2 separate regions of the Drosophila melanogaster genome follow, and region 1 is linked to region 2. A link is a contact called in public Hi-C data. All regions are on one chromosome and are shown on one strand. The core of a region is the stretch at or near the end of the contact, and the rest is flanking DNA. Distances in the headings are between cores, read along the strand shown. Region 1 overlaps spri (sprint). Region 2 overlaps CARPB (Carbonic anhydrase-related protein B).

Evidence for each region. A called contact is a pair of places that touch in the nucleus more often than the background predicts.
Region 1: a contact with region 2 is called in a Hi-C map of the Kc167 cell line, with 2.9 times the contacts expected there. The contact joins two enhancer-like sites.

Annotation. Positions count from the first base shown.
Region 1 is chrX:10,496,910-10,504,431 of dm6, reverse strand. It overlaps spri (sprint), which reads left to right. Exons shown (of 11, transcript NM_001272487.1): 7 at 4,775-6,218; 8 at 6,287-7,318; 9 at 7,385-7,522. Among named protein-coding and RNA genes, the nearest start is that of CG32687, 13 kb to the right of the region's middle. Within about 2 kb of position 3,686, at least 8 of the 39 cell types and tissues checked have an H3K27ac peak or open chromatin away from gene starts, as enhancers often do. A contact at or near this core is called in the Kc167 cell line, where this site is marked.
Region 2 is chrX:9,820,888-9,827,743 of dm6, reverse strand. The region is part of intron 2 of CARPB (Carbonic anhydrase-related protein B); the gene reads right to left. Among named protein-coding and RNA genes, the nearest start is that of Ser7, 41 kb to the left of the region's middle. Within about 2 kb of position 4,888, at least 2 of the 39 cell types and tissues checked have an H3K27ac peak or open chromatin away from gene starts, as enhancers often do. A contact at or near this core is called in the Kc167 cell line, where this site is marked.

The DNA of each region.
Region 1 (7,522 bases), core at 2,437-4,936, 680 kb before region 2:
TGGATTTGAAAACCATCATAAGTAGGGAGAAATTCTCGAGTTCGAAACTTATTTCCTTTTTAGAGATAACTGCCTCTTGCAACTTAAGTTACTGTCTGCCTTCCCTCGAAGCTTTCTACTTTAATTGAATAAATTTCTCCGGTCATCCGGGAGCTTTGAAGCAGCCTAATCCACCGCTCAAGTAGCACATCTAATCCGGCCAATGCACATTGCATTCAGGGGGGGGGGGGGGGGTAATTGCACTTCCATTACCATTCCTTCGTCCTTTAAGTGCTGCCCCTTTTAGATGAGCTCATTGGCCATCTGGCACGACACCAGGACAGGAATCTCGGGTCCAGATACGGATTCAGATCCCAGTTCCCTGGTTGCTGCACTCCATTCCACTCGGCTGCAGTTGGCTTGGCAGCCTTTCCAATCCATTTCGTCGTTATCCATGACCATTAAGCAGTCAAGATTTGTTGTCAAGCATTTTGATGGCGTCATGATTGATAGACAGCTGGACAGGAAGGGGGGAAACTTGAAGGGACAGGGAAAGTGGGCAGTGCCATGTAGTTGCTGCTGGGCATAACATTTGTGGCATGATTTCATGATTATAGACTAGACTTGGCGCTTGAACGAGTCCAACGACTCGACGACGAGTTTATTTGCGGGCCAAAACTTGATTACGCCGACCAGAAAGCAGACATCCTGCGATGGCACTGAGCAAATCTTGGCGAAATAAACTCATAAGTTTATAATAAAGTATTTGTATTTTTTCAATGAAATAAACTAACTAAATGTGGTAAAAAGCCACATAGTACATTTTTTTGACCGCATTTTTTTTTTGCTAAACAACATAATCAACATATTTGGGACCATTTTCTTCGGAAAAACTCCCAGTTGATTTCATCGCTTTATTCCGAGTTAATATAAAGTATGTTATTTGGCAACGTGCTGAGTATATTTCTCCGTGTTTTGGCACTTGGCAACGGCTGCACTTTCGATTCCGATGGCCAAAACCACAAACAGGCAGGGCGAAATCGAAAGATTGGGATGGAGGGCAGACAGGCAGCAGCTGCGACACGTTGCGCATTGTGATCTGGCCAAAAAAGGGGTGACTTGGCCATGGATGAAGATGGTGATTGAGCCCAATGAAATTGGAGGCGGAGTGGCCTGGGCACTGCGGACATTTCGAGAGGAGAAATGCAGCCCCGAAGGCACGCGACGAGAAATGGAAACCGGAAATGTTGTTACCTCCCAGGAGAAAGGGGCATTGGGCATCGTATACCGGAAATGGGTGCAAATGCGACGAATCGTTATTTTCGAGAGAGAGAGAGAGATAGAGTGTGTGTGTGTGTGTGTGTGTACTGTGTTGTGTCTGATTTGCAACGCCGCAGGGAATCCAGGGAAACGCTATTGGAATGGGCTTTGGTGTTTTGAAAGCGTGTGGGTGGGGTGGCCAGAGTTGACTCAATTCGGTGGGGCAGGAGGTGCGAACATTCGTTGCCATGTGCTGCCCAATGCACAATAATTTACATGCAATTAAATGCGAAATAAATGCAAAGAGATAAATGATTACCGACAGAATGGGATAACAGCTGGGATTTGGAAAGAGGACACAACGTACGGCAAATAGAAAGTGAAATTGGTTAGGGAATCGAGGGAAATATAGATGGATTTGATTTAATTGATGACATAAACCACATAAAATAGCAGATGCAACATGAATCGATTATGCAACTATTTTAACTGTCAATTAATTGTAATAGAAATTACCAAGCATTATATAAGGTGGGCAATAATGCAAGTTTAATGTTTCCCTTATATAAAATTTAATTAGACTGTGTGGGATATTGAATTCTCTTCCTTAAACAAACAATTTGATATCCCGTACTTAATGGTCAATAAAAACGTTTAAATTTACGACATTTCTGGCCCAAACCACAAGGACACTCACATAGATCCTTGTGTAATTGAAAATGCAGTGGCTGCAAACACGGAAATGAAACTGTTAACTGTCTTTTGCGGTTGGCGAGCAGAACAAATCGAAAACCAAACCAAACCGCATCCATCAGTCTGTTGGCAAGTGGAAAAGTGCAAGTGAAATGCAATTTGCGGGGAAGAGTTGAAGCCTAACGATGCATCCACCGTATTCAGACCAAAAATAATCACACCCTTTCCTTAGATCCTTTTGGGAGATTACACTTGGACAAAATAGAGGCGACTTTCGAACTGTCCAATTTATTCATTTTTTTAACTTTTAGTTCTACTAGGGATATGCAAGTCTATCTAGGAGTATCAGCATTCTTTTAAGGACATTGCATTGTTTTTTTTTTCTTTTAAGATTATACACTTGCAGTTGCCCATTTCGCCAACACTTTGTTGCCACACTTTTTTTTTGTGAGTCAATGAACTAGAGTGTGCATTTCTAGGCCTTCCTTGTTGCGCCAGACGATGGCTAAAAGCCTGCAAAGAGCCATGGCCAGCTAGCGAAATGTAAATGTTGTTGGAAATGGGAAATGCAAGTGCAGCGAGGAAATGGAACTGGAAATGGCTGACGAAGAGCCATTGTGACAGGTGTACAACACACAGGTGAATGTGTATGTATATGTGCGACTACTTACGAGCACATCCACCTGTCTGGTTTGCACCTTCAACTAATGCATCACTTTAAAGTGCACTATATATCTACATACATATGTACATGCGTCTATATTCAGCGTATCATTTAACATTTTACATACGGTCGTACATATATAACTGATCTGATCTGTCGTCAATTGCAAATGCCGTTACGCCCTTTTATTGTTCGCCACCCAAATGAAATTTGTCAATTCAAGCCAATAAAATGCAGGCACTGCCGAGACACACACGATGGTACAGTGCGATACAAAAGTGTATGCTCTTTTTTAAATATATATATATATTTTTTAATACAAAAAAAATGTCTTTCTTCATATGCAGTTTTCCAATCTTGAAATTGAAAAGCTAAACTCATTTCTTATGACTTTTAATTATAATGCCTATTGTTTTAATTTCCAAAGTTCTTAAAACTCCGGAACGCATCGTATTCATCTTTTACAGCCCGCATCCTTGGCAACCTTTGTGCATTATCTTCCGACTCTCCTTGCAATGGCTTTCCTTTTTCCTTGCCGTCTTGGATTTTTATTAAGTTTTCCTTTTGTCCACTTTTGGTTGGCTTTCAGCCTGTTAAGGAACTTTTACGCTCGTTTGTGTCGTCTGTGTTTCCTATAAATTGCATTTCCTTGATGGTCAAGCACGATGGCCACGCCCCCATTGTGCGACCGCCTTATTAAATCAGTATAAAATGTTTGACCCTCGCCCCATATACCTTTTTCGGTTTTTTTTTTCTCTCCTTGGATGATAGCATCAAAAGCAGATGTAGTAGCTGAAAAGTATGCTTTAAAATGATGCAACCTCACCCCCAAACGAATGAAAAACCACCCGATTCATGAGTTTTTATCATCTTCTTTCAACTGCTTATTGAAAAATTGTGCGCAACTCGCACAGAAATCATAAACAACGCCACAGGGTGCACAAATTCCCCCCGAATTTTCCATCCCCCCCACCACGCAGTTGGCATTTATTGAAATCTGAAGAAGAAAAATTATATAACTATATACATACGTATTATATATGTAGTATGCGTCGGTGTGTGTACATATATAATTGCATGCTTTTAGGGTTGCTGCGATGAAATTGAAAAGCAAATACAACAATGCCAGCAAAGAAGACAGACGGGGAGAATCTGTAAATCGCAGAAAGTGAATCTTTGTAGACTGAGTGAAAACACTTAAGAACATACAGCCCTCTCCCTTCTCGAATTTGTTGTCGCTTTTTAATTCCTCTTGAATTTCTGGTAGTCAGGTGGAGGAGATGGAAGTGGAGCTCAGAACTTTATAAAATTGATTGGAGAAAGATTATGAATGGAAATTATAATAAAATTGCGTTTGAAAGAATTATAAAAAAGGGAGCAATTTTAAAATGCAGGGTAACGAAAGTGCTGTGGGCATAAGCACTGGACTAATATAATATTTTTCTTTAAAACGGCAGATTTTGATGGCTTCTTACAGACTTTTTGAAGAAATACAAGATGTAGGCATTTATTAGTTCTATAAGTACGAGTTCTTTTAGAATTCGATTCCATGAAGTGTATGCCTTTAAGTTAAACGCTCATTATGAAAGTTTTCAATGGCGATTAGCAGGGCTGAATTTTGGCCCTGGTCTTGGCCAGACTTGACCAGGTTTTGGCGACTAAAGAGGCATTACCCATTTACCATTCAACGCGATTTGTCGCAGCGTCTGCAAAGTTTTTGCCGACAACAAGAAGTGGCAAGGCATGGGAAAAATAACGAGAACCAGTGGAGAAAAAGCATTGTTGCAAGAATGGAAAGAAAGGCGGGAGGGCGAAGTAGGGTACGATTTATCATCCATAAGTGGGAATTCATGGGCGAATTGTGAACGCAACATTTAACGCGCAGTCACAGGGAAAAGACTCACTTAAGGACTTAAACCACCTCGAAAGAAATGAAAAGATAACACTGAATATTTTTGATCTATAGCCTGTGGGTTGGCAGTGAAATCTTATGGTTGATATATGTGCTTTCAGGCAATGTGCAACCAAAGTTTTGTTAAAAACTTTGCCTTAAAATGGAAACTTAAATCCTCGAATGCAAAGAAATGAATGTCGGTGTTTTAAATTAATAAATGATTTAAAAAACAGTAAAACCATTAAGACTCATTGCTAATCTGTGCATTTTATTTTTAATTGCAGACCTTCATAGTGCGTGGTTCTAGCCAGCCGAATACAATGGCCGTTTCGGTGAGATTGCCCCAGGATACAGGACCCTACATCGAGCATTATCTCATCCAGTCGCACGATAATGTCCTAAGTTTGGAGAGCTCGAGATTCACATTCGGATCGATACCTTCGCTAATTGCCCACTATGCCCAATGTTGCGATGAGTTGCCGGTGCAGCTGATGTTGCCACGTGTCCTGCGCGAGGCGAACAATCGAAAGAAGCTGAGTTCGCTGGCCCTGTTGGGTCAGGAGTTCTGGAGCTATGTGAGCAGTCCGGCTCTCTTGGGTCCATTAACGCCATCGGTGGCTCCGTCAAAGGATCAGCAATTGCTTGATGCAAAATCGCCGCTCTCACTAACGGAAACCAGTGGTCTTGGCACTGCCACCTTCTTTAGCGATACTGTGTCGAAGCCACCGCCCACTGGAGCACCGCCACTGCCGGGTGGTGGTCTCTTCAGTCCCACCGGAAGTGGTCAATTGCTGGGCTTCTTTAGCCAGGCGGGCACTCCATCCGATACGACAAATTCGAGCCTTAGCTCCTTCACCACCAGCGGAGGTCAACATATGCAGCTGCTGAGTCCGAATTCTGTAGATTCGGTAATACTCACCATGTCGCCAGTGGACAATCCTGGGCATTATTTGCCCGGTTCGACGGGTGCTCCCATGGCACCTTTATGCCCATCGGTTGTGGATCAACAGCTGAGCACCTTTAAAGTGGCCCAAACTGCGCCGGAAGTAGATCAAGTGCGTCCACAGAGACCGAAGCCACCAAATACGTTGAATCTCAAGCCGCCGGCACCACCACTGCGCTGGTCAAAGCCCCATTCTCCGGATCAGAATGGAAGTGCCAATGGCAATTTTACGGTAACCACCACGGTTACCTTCTCGATGGAGAACGGAGGTGGCGGCGGTAGTGGACCGACGGTTGGTAATGGTAATGGAAAATTCGTGGAGGTTACTACGCCGGCGGCCAGTAATCCCTTTAATGCCCTACTCAACGGCCAGGCGAGCACTTTTCAGACATTCGCCAAGCGATTGTCGCCGGAGGGCGAGTGTAAGGACACGCTGTCCTCGCAGGGATCCTCTTCTAACGATAGTCGCTGGCCGCCGCCGGCCCGCAAGTTGCTCACCTCACCAATGACACCGCTAACGCCCAGTGGCGGCAGCAGCAGCAGCGGCGGCAAATCCCGAAAGTCGCGAGCGGGCAAGGAGTCGCAGCACTACAAGGAGTCGGACATCCTCGAGAGCCCGCCGATGCAGTACTGCGCCAGTGCGCTAAGCGACAAGATCAGCGACTACGAGGACGTCTGGTCGCACGATCCCAGCGATCGGGCCAGCCTGCTGACCAGTTTCCGCCCGGCATTGGACACGGTGGGCGGTGTGATGAACCGACGGCCAGATCTGCTGGCCGAGACTCGTACGTTTTTTATTCGCTTCGATTGTGTTTTCTTGTTTAAATATTCATTTGTTCCGTCCTCTTTTCAGCGAGCACTCCAACACCGACGCAGCAATCTCACCTTACGCCCTGCGAGGAGGAAACCACTGCCACACCCAACGAATCCTCCAGTCAATCTCTGCTTCAGTTCTCCGGCGATGTGCCAGCTCGCTCTCGAGCCGGCCTGCTCTTGCCAAATCTTTCGGGACAGGTGCCCCCTGTGGCCATGACTAAATCCATGACGGCGGCGGAGGACGATGGTGGCGATACCACGCCCACGGCCGAAGGACAAGCCAACGGAGCCAGTCGCAGCAAGCAAGGCAGTCCGTTTTATGCGGAACCAGCGGATGCACTGCGTCAGGCGGGCCTGACCAGCGCAGCCACGGCCATCTTGCGTCGCCAGCATCGCAGTCAAATGTTACACGCCAGCCAAAGACACTCGGAACCACTTAAAGCGGGCTTCGGAGGATCCGGCAATGGTGCAATGCTGCAGCCCAGCGATCTGGAGAAGTTAGCTGGCAGCCTGGACGAACTAAAGCCCAAACCGAAGGTTTCCCAGCAGCAACAGCAGTCCCAACAACAACAGCAGCCCACCAAGCGGGCACGCAATCGCATCGATCACTGGCAATTGGACAGCAGTTGGGAGTTTATGGCCAAGCAGGATACGGGCAGTCATGCTGGCGGGGATTACGATACGGCAGCAATCGATTGGCAGGAGAAGGAAAATTCGCTGGGCCGCGATAGCCGTGCAGATGGGCAGGGAAAGAAACGAACGTTGACCATTCATCAGATCATTGCCAATCGATTGCCCGACCTCAATCTGCCAGAGCTGGTACGTTGCTCAACGCCCCCGCAAACGGCCGCACTGCAGCCGCATGTCCTGGGACAGGATAAGGCGGGAGTCGGGTGCGATGGTAGCCAAAAGTCATTCCAGAGCCAGATCGGTTGCCGGCTCTCCTCCTACGACAACGTCTTCTGCCAGAACTCGTTCGGAGGCATTGATTCGGCGCAGTCCGACGATGGCACCATTTTCTCGGAGCCCTGGGATTCTTCCCAATGGGACACCTTCCTGCCCCACGATGGTAAGCAATATATATATATATATACCAGTTATATTCCCAATTATTTTTATATTGATTCTCTTTTAGACGCCACCATCAATTCGGACACCATTCATCTGTCCAAGTGCCGACCCGCTCTCTCAGAGGACGACACTATTGTCGAGGAACTACAAAGCACCAAAGACGGCAGCAATGGCAGCTGCAACCAGGACACACTCAAGGCGA
Region 2 (6,856 bases), core at 3,639-6,138:
TGAAAGCTTTCAATCAATGTCGTTCGCTCGTCAGGCGACCCTGCCCCACCCACTTTTCACCACCACCGTCCGAGCATTTAATACCCATCCTACAGCTGAGCTTACACGCCTCTGTTTTTGTGTCCAGCTTTGGCTTTTAATTTCTATCGCTACGATTTCATTTTTTAGTTCCGTTCCGTTCAGTTTGGTTTGGCTTGCCTTGTCGGGAGCTCAAGTAACCATTTCCATTTGCTGCGACTCCCCCCCCCCCCCCTTCACCTTCCTTGCCACACCAGTGTGCCGCCACCCACTTTCCACCCCTTTTTGAGACAGCCCACCCACCACCGCCTGGCCTCGCACAACAGAGCGCCACACCTCGTTCTTTGATTTTTATTAAGTTTTGTCGACTCGGTTTTTTTGCTTTTGTATGTGCGGGTCGTTGTGTCCGTTTGTCCATATCCTGTCCGCTGCCACGCCTTGCTACGCCCCCGTTACCTCTGACCCCCTCCTCGGCTGCCACTCCCATTGCCCTTCGCCTGGCTAATGGTAAATGCCATTTCAATTACGTACACAGTACTAAAATTTTATGCGGCCAGTCAACGTTGTTCGTCTGTTTTTTTGCTTTGTCGATTTCCATTTGCGCTTTAAGTGCATTTGCACAATGCGAGGGGTGGATTTTTGTTGCGGTGTTGGGGGCTATGGGGTTGGTATATGAGGGGTGCGGCCATAATCAAACATCAATCGGACGCTATAGAGGCCGTTTTTCATGGTAAAACCACTACCTGAATTGCTCAAAGAAATTATGAAAAGTGGAGCAAAGATATTTAAATAGTTTTCAGCGCTTAGTTGTTGCCGTTAAAAATGCGCTGATTTCTGTTTAAGAAAATTGTGCAGAAACTAGAACAAACCTTGAAAAAGAAAACGCATCCACCAAAGAAAACAAATCAGAATTCATCATTCCTTTTTTTTTTTTTGTATTTTTTCCTGGGCCTCATGAAATATCTGTTGTGTCTTTTTCAATTTTTTTCCCTGCTACCAAGTGACACCTGCACCTTTTGAGAATGTGTGTGTGTGTGTTGAAACAAATGGCACGCAAAACACCTGTCAAAAAACAAAAACAAGACAGAAAACTAGACGAAAAAAAAGCGAAAACTTTGTGAGCTCATTTCGTTACCCGTTGTTTTCAACACTTTCTTGCCTCTTTTTGCTTTTGTCACTACTCAAACTGCCAATAGGCGCGCCAGAGAGTCAAAAAGTCACCAGCGACGACAACGGCAATAGTAACAATAACCGAACACGAAAGGAACTTCTATGAAAAAATGTCTACTTTGCAATGAACGACTTGAAAAATACCCTTAACATTAAATCAAGACGTCTATAAAAAATTCGAATGAAAATACATTTTACATCTTTGCCCATATTCATATACAAGTAATTTAATGAAATGAATATCTTTAATATATTATAGAAATATATTACGACAGTTTGAAATATCCTAGTATGATCGATTTTCTCATTGTTTTCTAGGTGATAAATGATTTGAAATGTTCATATCAGTTTTTGTGGAATTCCGTTTTCATAAGCCTTTTAAGAGAGCCCCCAAAAAAAAACAGGGTATCAGAAACGGAATCGACTCAGATAAATCGTGCTGGGCTCAGCTTTTCGTGCACTCAGCTGTTACGTGCATTTGTAACCCTACCCCACTTCACCACACTTTTCCAGTCCCATTTTCCCCTCACTTTTCCGAGGGAGAAGCAAGTATTGCAGCGAGGAACCGCAGTCACTTTGGCTTTGCATTTTTTGTGAGCTTGGCTTTTCCGTGAGCTCCTCTGTATAAGTGTGTGTGTGTGTGTGTGTGTGTTGATGGAAGAAAGTTGTAGTTGCATGGGTAACTGCGAGAAATCGGGAGGAATGGAGCTGCCATTTGGCAACAGGTGGTGAGGCTTAGTCTTTGGGGATCTGTTCTCCGCCAGAGTTTCTCATTCGCTAAGCCCACAAATAAACAAAACAAGAGCCTGAAAAAAAACACAAAATATAACAGCGGCCAAAGAAAACGCACCTCAGACGAAGAAAAGCTTAGGGAAAATGAGTAGCCAAAAAAAGGTTGAACTTAACTATTAGGAAAAGTTTTGCTGTCGCCTCTAAAAAGAAAGAGAAAGAAACAGAAGCAGAGAGAGCGAAAGGGAAGACCGTCAGGTTAAAGCGTAAATTTTCCACTGACACTGATTTGTTGCCTTTGGCCACAGAGGTAAATGTTTGTATGCAGATGTGGAAAAAAGGAGTAAGTTATGAAAATTAAAACCAAGAATATTTTATAATTTTTGAAAACATTCAGAACTTTTTCTTTCAGTATATTATATTCAAATTTATTTAATTTCCCTAGTACTCAAGTTGCCGACTTAATTTTTTCAGTGCTCAAAAATAGCTGAACAACTGACTGACATTGCTTGTTTGCTTCCGAGAGCAGTAACTTGGCATCCTGCCGCCCCAGGATCTCCTCATTTTGCCCACCTTTCTTGCACTTAAACTTCGGCAAGTATTTGTTGCTGCTGCTGTTACTGCTGGTGCACTCATTATTGTCAAGTTGCCTTTTACACATTCTACTCATTTGGGTTACACAACTACACAGACACAACCACACGGGGAAAAGGACAATGAAAATCCTCTGGAAAATGAAGCTTTTGCTGCTAGTGGTGGTGGTGGTGGTGGTGGTGGTGGTGGTGGTGGTGCTGCTGCTGCTGCTGCTGCTGCCTACCTGCCTGCCTAAAAATGTTGTGCTGCATACTTGGGGGCGCCTGCATCCATAGATGTGCCCCGAATCTGTGGATATAGCAGTTACTCCCCAAAAACGATCCAGTCCCCAACTTCTGGCAGGTGGGAAAGGCACTCAAATTGCCACTGCCAAATGGCCAGCAAAAGAGCAAGCAGTGAAAAGTTAAGCGGGCTCATTTCTGGTGTCATTTTCCCAACGTTCCCACTTTCCCGGACTTTTAATGATGTTGCTCGACTGTCTCCGGCTTCACTTGCAGCTGCACCACTGAGTGACCGGATGACCGCAGCATCAGCAGAGAGAAAGCACCAGGAGAAAGTAGCAGCTAGCTCTAGCGAAGAGCATCTAACTCCATTGCTCTCATTTCGGTTGCCAAAAAAAAGAAAATCTTACCAAAAAATTATTTGCATTAATAAAAAAGAGTTTTTTAGTTTATACAATCTTTAAAATTAAAAATGCAATAATAATAATAATATAAAAGAGTCTATAAAAAATCACATTAATAAAGTTTTAAAAGTATATTTCCTGTTTTTTTTAAACTAAGGGCCAATGTAAGCCTTGCGCCTTAACTCGCCAAATTCCCAGGAGAAGAAAACTGAGAGCTAGGCTCAACCACAATTTTTGCAACATTTTTGCCCTGGTGCACTTTTGATAGCCGGAAATTCCGACGGACGGACGAACGGACAGAAGGACGAACGGACAAGCGGACAGCGGAAAGGACGGACAGGGAGGGCAGCGTAGCAGCAGCCAAGTGACGGCGCAGTTAATTAGTCTAAGTGGAACTGGGTGCACAAACTTCAAGCACTCCCCACTCTCCATTGTTGCCCCCAATTGCTACTTTCACTAGCTACTCTTCTGCTTTCTCCACCAGCATCTCTACCCCCCCTCTCACAGCACTTCTGTTTCCATTTTGTGAAGCCTCTCCTGAATTGGTGGCTGCTGCCAATTGCTGTTCACTTTTCGGCTGTTGCCATTTAAAATGGGCAGTGAGCGTGTTGCAGCTTCAAATTTTCACAGGGTAACTGAAATCGCTAGTTTTCACGATTTTGTCAACTAAAGAAGCTGAATTGGGATTACAAAAATTAATTTTAAAAGAAAATAAGTTAGCAATTAAAATGCAGATTTAAGCATAGTTCGCATAACAAAAATCTTTAAAAAAAAAATTTTAGTTTATTTAAGATCGGCCATCAGCAATCTTTATTAAAATTAGTTAAGCTTAATTTCTTAGACTTTCAAATACAAGATATGCAGCAGACTGAGTCCATTCCTGGACATCTTCTCTACCAGTACTTATCCTTTATTATCCTCAACTTTGGTTTAGACACTGAAGAGTATTGAAGAAGAACTCTCGAGGGCTCAACAGCTGAAGGATCCAAGCTGGGTGTATTCATTTGTATTCATTAGAGTCGCCTTGCAAGTGAGTGTTCATAGAGGCAAAGAAATCTCGAAGGATTCGAAAAGAGCTCGTGAATTTGCTTTTAGCTTTCAAACATTGCATTTTGTGCGATAAAAATATTGTATATATATCACGAAATATATGATATGATATTTTCAGGGTTCTAAGATTAGTTTTTAACTGTTTCCATGGTAAACTCGAATTATTATTCACTTGTTATGTCAGGCTATTCAAATTACATTTCACACACAGACACAAACATGCCATCGCTTCGATTTAAGCTAATGTTTTCCGAATGAATTTTCACTTTGCACTGCAATCGGATTTTCCTTTCACCTTGAGGGGCCACTCATAATGCAGTTAACTTTCATCTCCCCCACATTCAGTAACAAAAAATAAAAACGAATGTGAATAAGCAGCGGGTGTGGAATGAATGAAAAAGTGGGGTTTTTTAAGGGGAGACCTTGAATATCTCCCAACGGGAGTCCCACAAACTGTTGGCCAAACATTTGCAATTCTTTCGAAATCATCATTACGCCAGGGACGGGGTGCTTAAATGGTTTGGGTCGGCAAGGGGTTAAGGGTGCCCTTTTGTGGTTGGGTGGATGTCGGTGGTTCAGTGGGTGGTGTCAGGATGGTGGTGCAAAGTTTCCCGCAGCGTCGTCGAAGAACACACATTCTTCATTAGCTGCGCGGCACATTTTTCTCCGAGGTTTTTTCCTGTGGCAACCGTTGCAAAGTATGCTACCGTTTTCAAGGGCCTAAAGGGGCAACCGTATGCGTGTGCATGTGTGCTTGTGTGTGTAAGCCAGTAGTGTGTTCCTGTGTGTATGTGTGTGTGTGTGCATGTGCTGGCCATGATAAATGAGCCATTGGCATTTATTTTCGTTTCAGTTTCACTTCGTTTGGTTTGCTACCCAAGAAATCGATGTCTGCTGATTTTTCAGCCAGCCCACTGAAAATTACATTTCGCATTTTCCGGAAGAAAGGAAAATGAAAGCGTCTGCTAGTTCATCTAAGCGCATACAGGTGGCGCTAATGTGGCCACAGCACCTTGAACGCTCTTGATTTGTTGCCGAGCCAAAGGAAATTATGCCAATTTTTTTTTTACCATTCCATCGGCGTGTGTTTGTGTGTTGGCCAAAGCCACGACCTTGTGGCTTATTTATTTCACACAAAGAGGATTGGGATCTGCAAGTTTTGGCTCAACGATATGGGAATTAAATGTGGGTTTAAAATTTAAAGTGGAAGTAAGTCTTGCAAGGTAATACGAGTATAAGCCGTATTTTAAAATAATTATAAAATATGAATGCTATCTTCAATGTCCAATTTGAGTTCGGGTATGCCTGGACATTTAATTTCGTTTTGTTTGGGGACTGGCCTGTCATCACTTTTTATGTGCATTTACTGCAGAATCGCCTTCGCAATCGGAATCAGAATCCTGGAATCAGAGGCACTGAAGACACTTGGAAATCAAATCGCATTGCTATTAAATTTGACCAGCCAAGCATATCTTGGCCAGGAGGCAAAAAATCAGGAAAAAGAAAAGAACAGAAAACACTAAAAAGACTTGACCAAAGTGGCCAATGACGATGACGTTGGCACGTCCACATTCGGCCGAAGGAAAAGCCAAGGAAAAGCTGGGAGGAAAAACACCCAACTCCTTTTTTTTTTTCTCGGTCAGTCGATGCTTCAATTTTACACATGTTTTGCATGCGAATCTCACCAAACAAACACGGAAACTTCTACAAATACTACAACATCTCGACTTCGTTCGTGCCGGAAGTTGGAAATTTTCTCAAGCAAATTTTTGGCATTTTTACAAAACGTACTTGGGCCAATTTTATTAGGCAGCCTTTCGCTTGCTTTCTTTTATTTTCCTCCTTTTTTTTTTGCCCTTTTTCTTCTGTCTTTTTTTTGGGGGCACACGCAAAGCAGCAACATCGTCAACGTGCAAGTCGAAAAGTTGTAATTTTAATTTAGCCTCTAACTGCTTCAAAGACAAACTCATACACACACACACACACACGGAAAATTGGAAAATGGGCGGCAGATTTAGAGGTCCAAGGCGTTGAAAAGCCACAAAGTTGCACGTTCGTCTGAGGGGCTGGAAAATGAGGAAAACTTTGACTCCTGCTCTCGTCACGCATGCCACTGCACCTGCAACCGAGTGTTGTGTGTGTTGCATGGCATGGCAAGGAAAAAGGGAAAAGCGAGTGGGTTTTTTGTCAAACGGCTGTAGAATTAGGTAGGCCAAATTAAATAAACGAATTTCATTTGCATTTTGGCTTCGTTTATGCTCGCCCACCGGCAGAAAATTAAATTCAAAGAATCCCATTGCAATGGGGATATACACAACGATAAGCCTTTGATAAGATGGTTTTACAACCTATGAACTTACCGAAACTAAGTGCAAAAGTTCTTAGAAAATGCTACGATATTACCTTTGCAAGAATTGCGAAAATAATCTAGAAAACCTTAATTAATTTGGTCTATACAAATAAAATAAGCACAGAAATGTTAGCGATCTGTTTAAAAATCTTATGCAAAGACTTGTAAGAAAACATAAAAAGCTCCAAATAAAACACCTAATAAAATCTTCAACAAATTTGTCGAAAATCTGCATGTTTACCCAATCTGGTGAGCTAGCCAACAAAACCTGAACCTTTAACCGCTTTAAATATTTTAGAAATAGTTTTCTTCCGAATTTC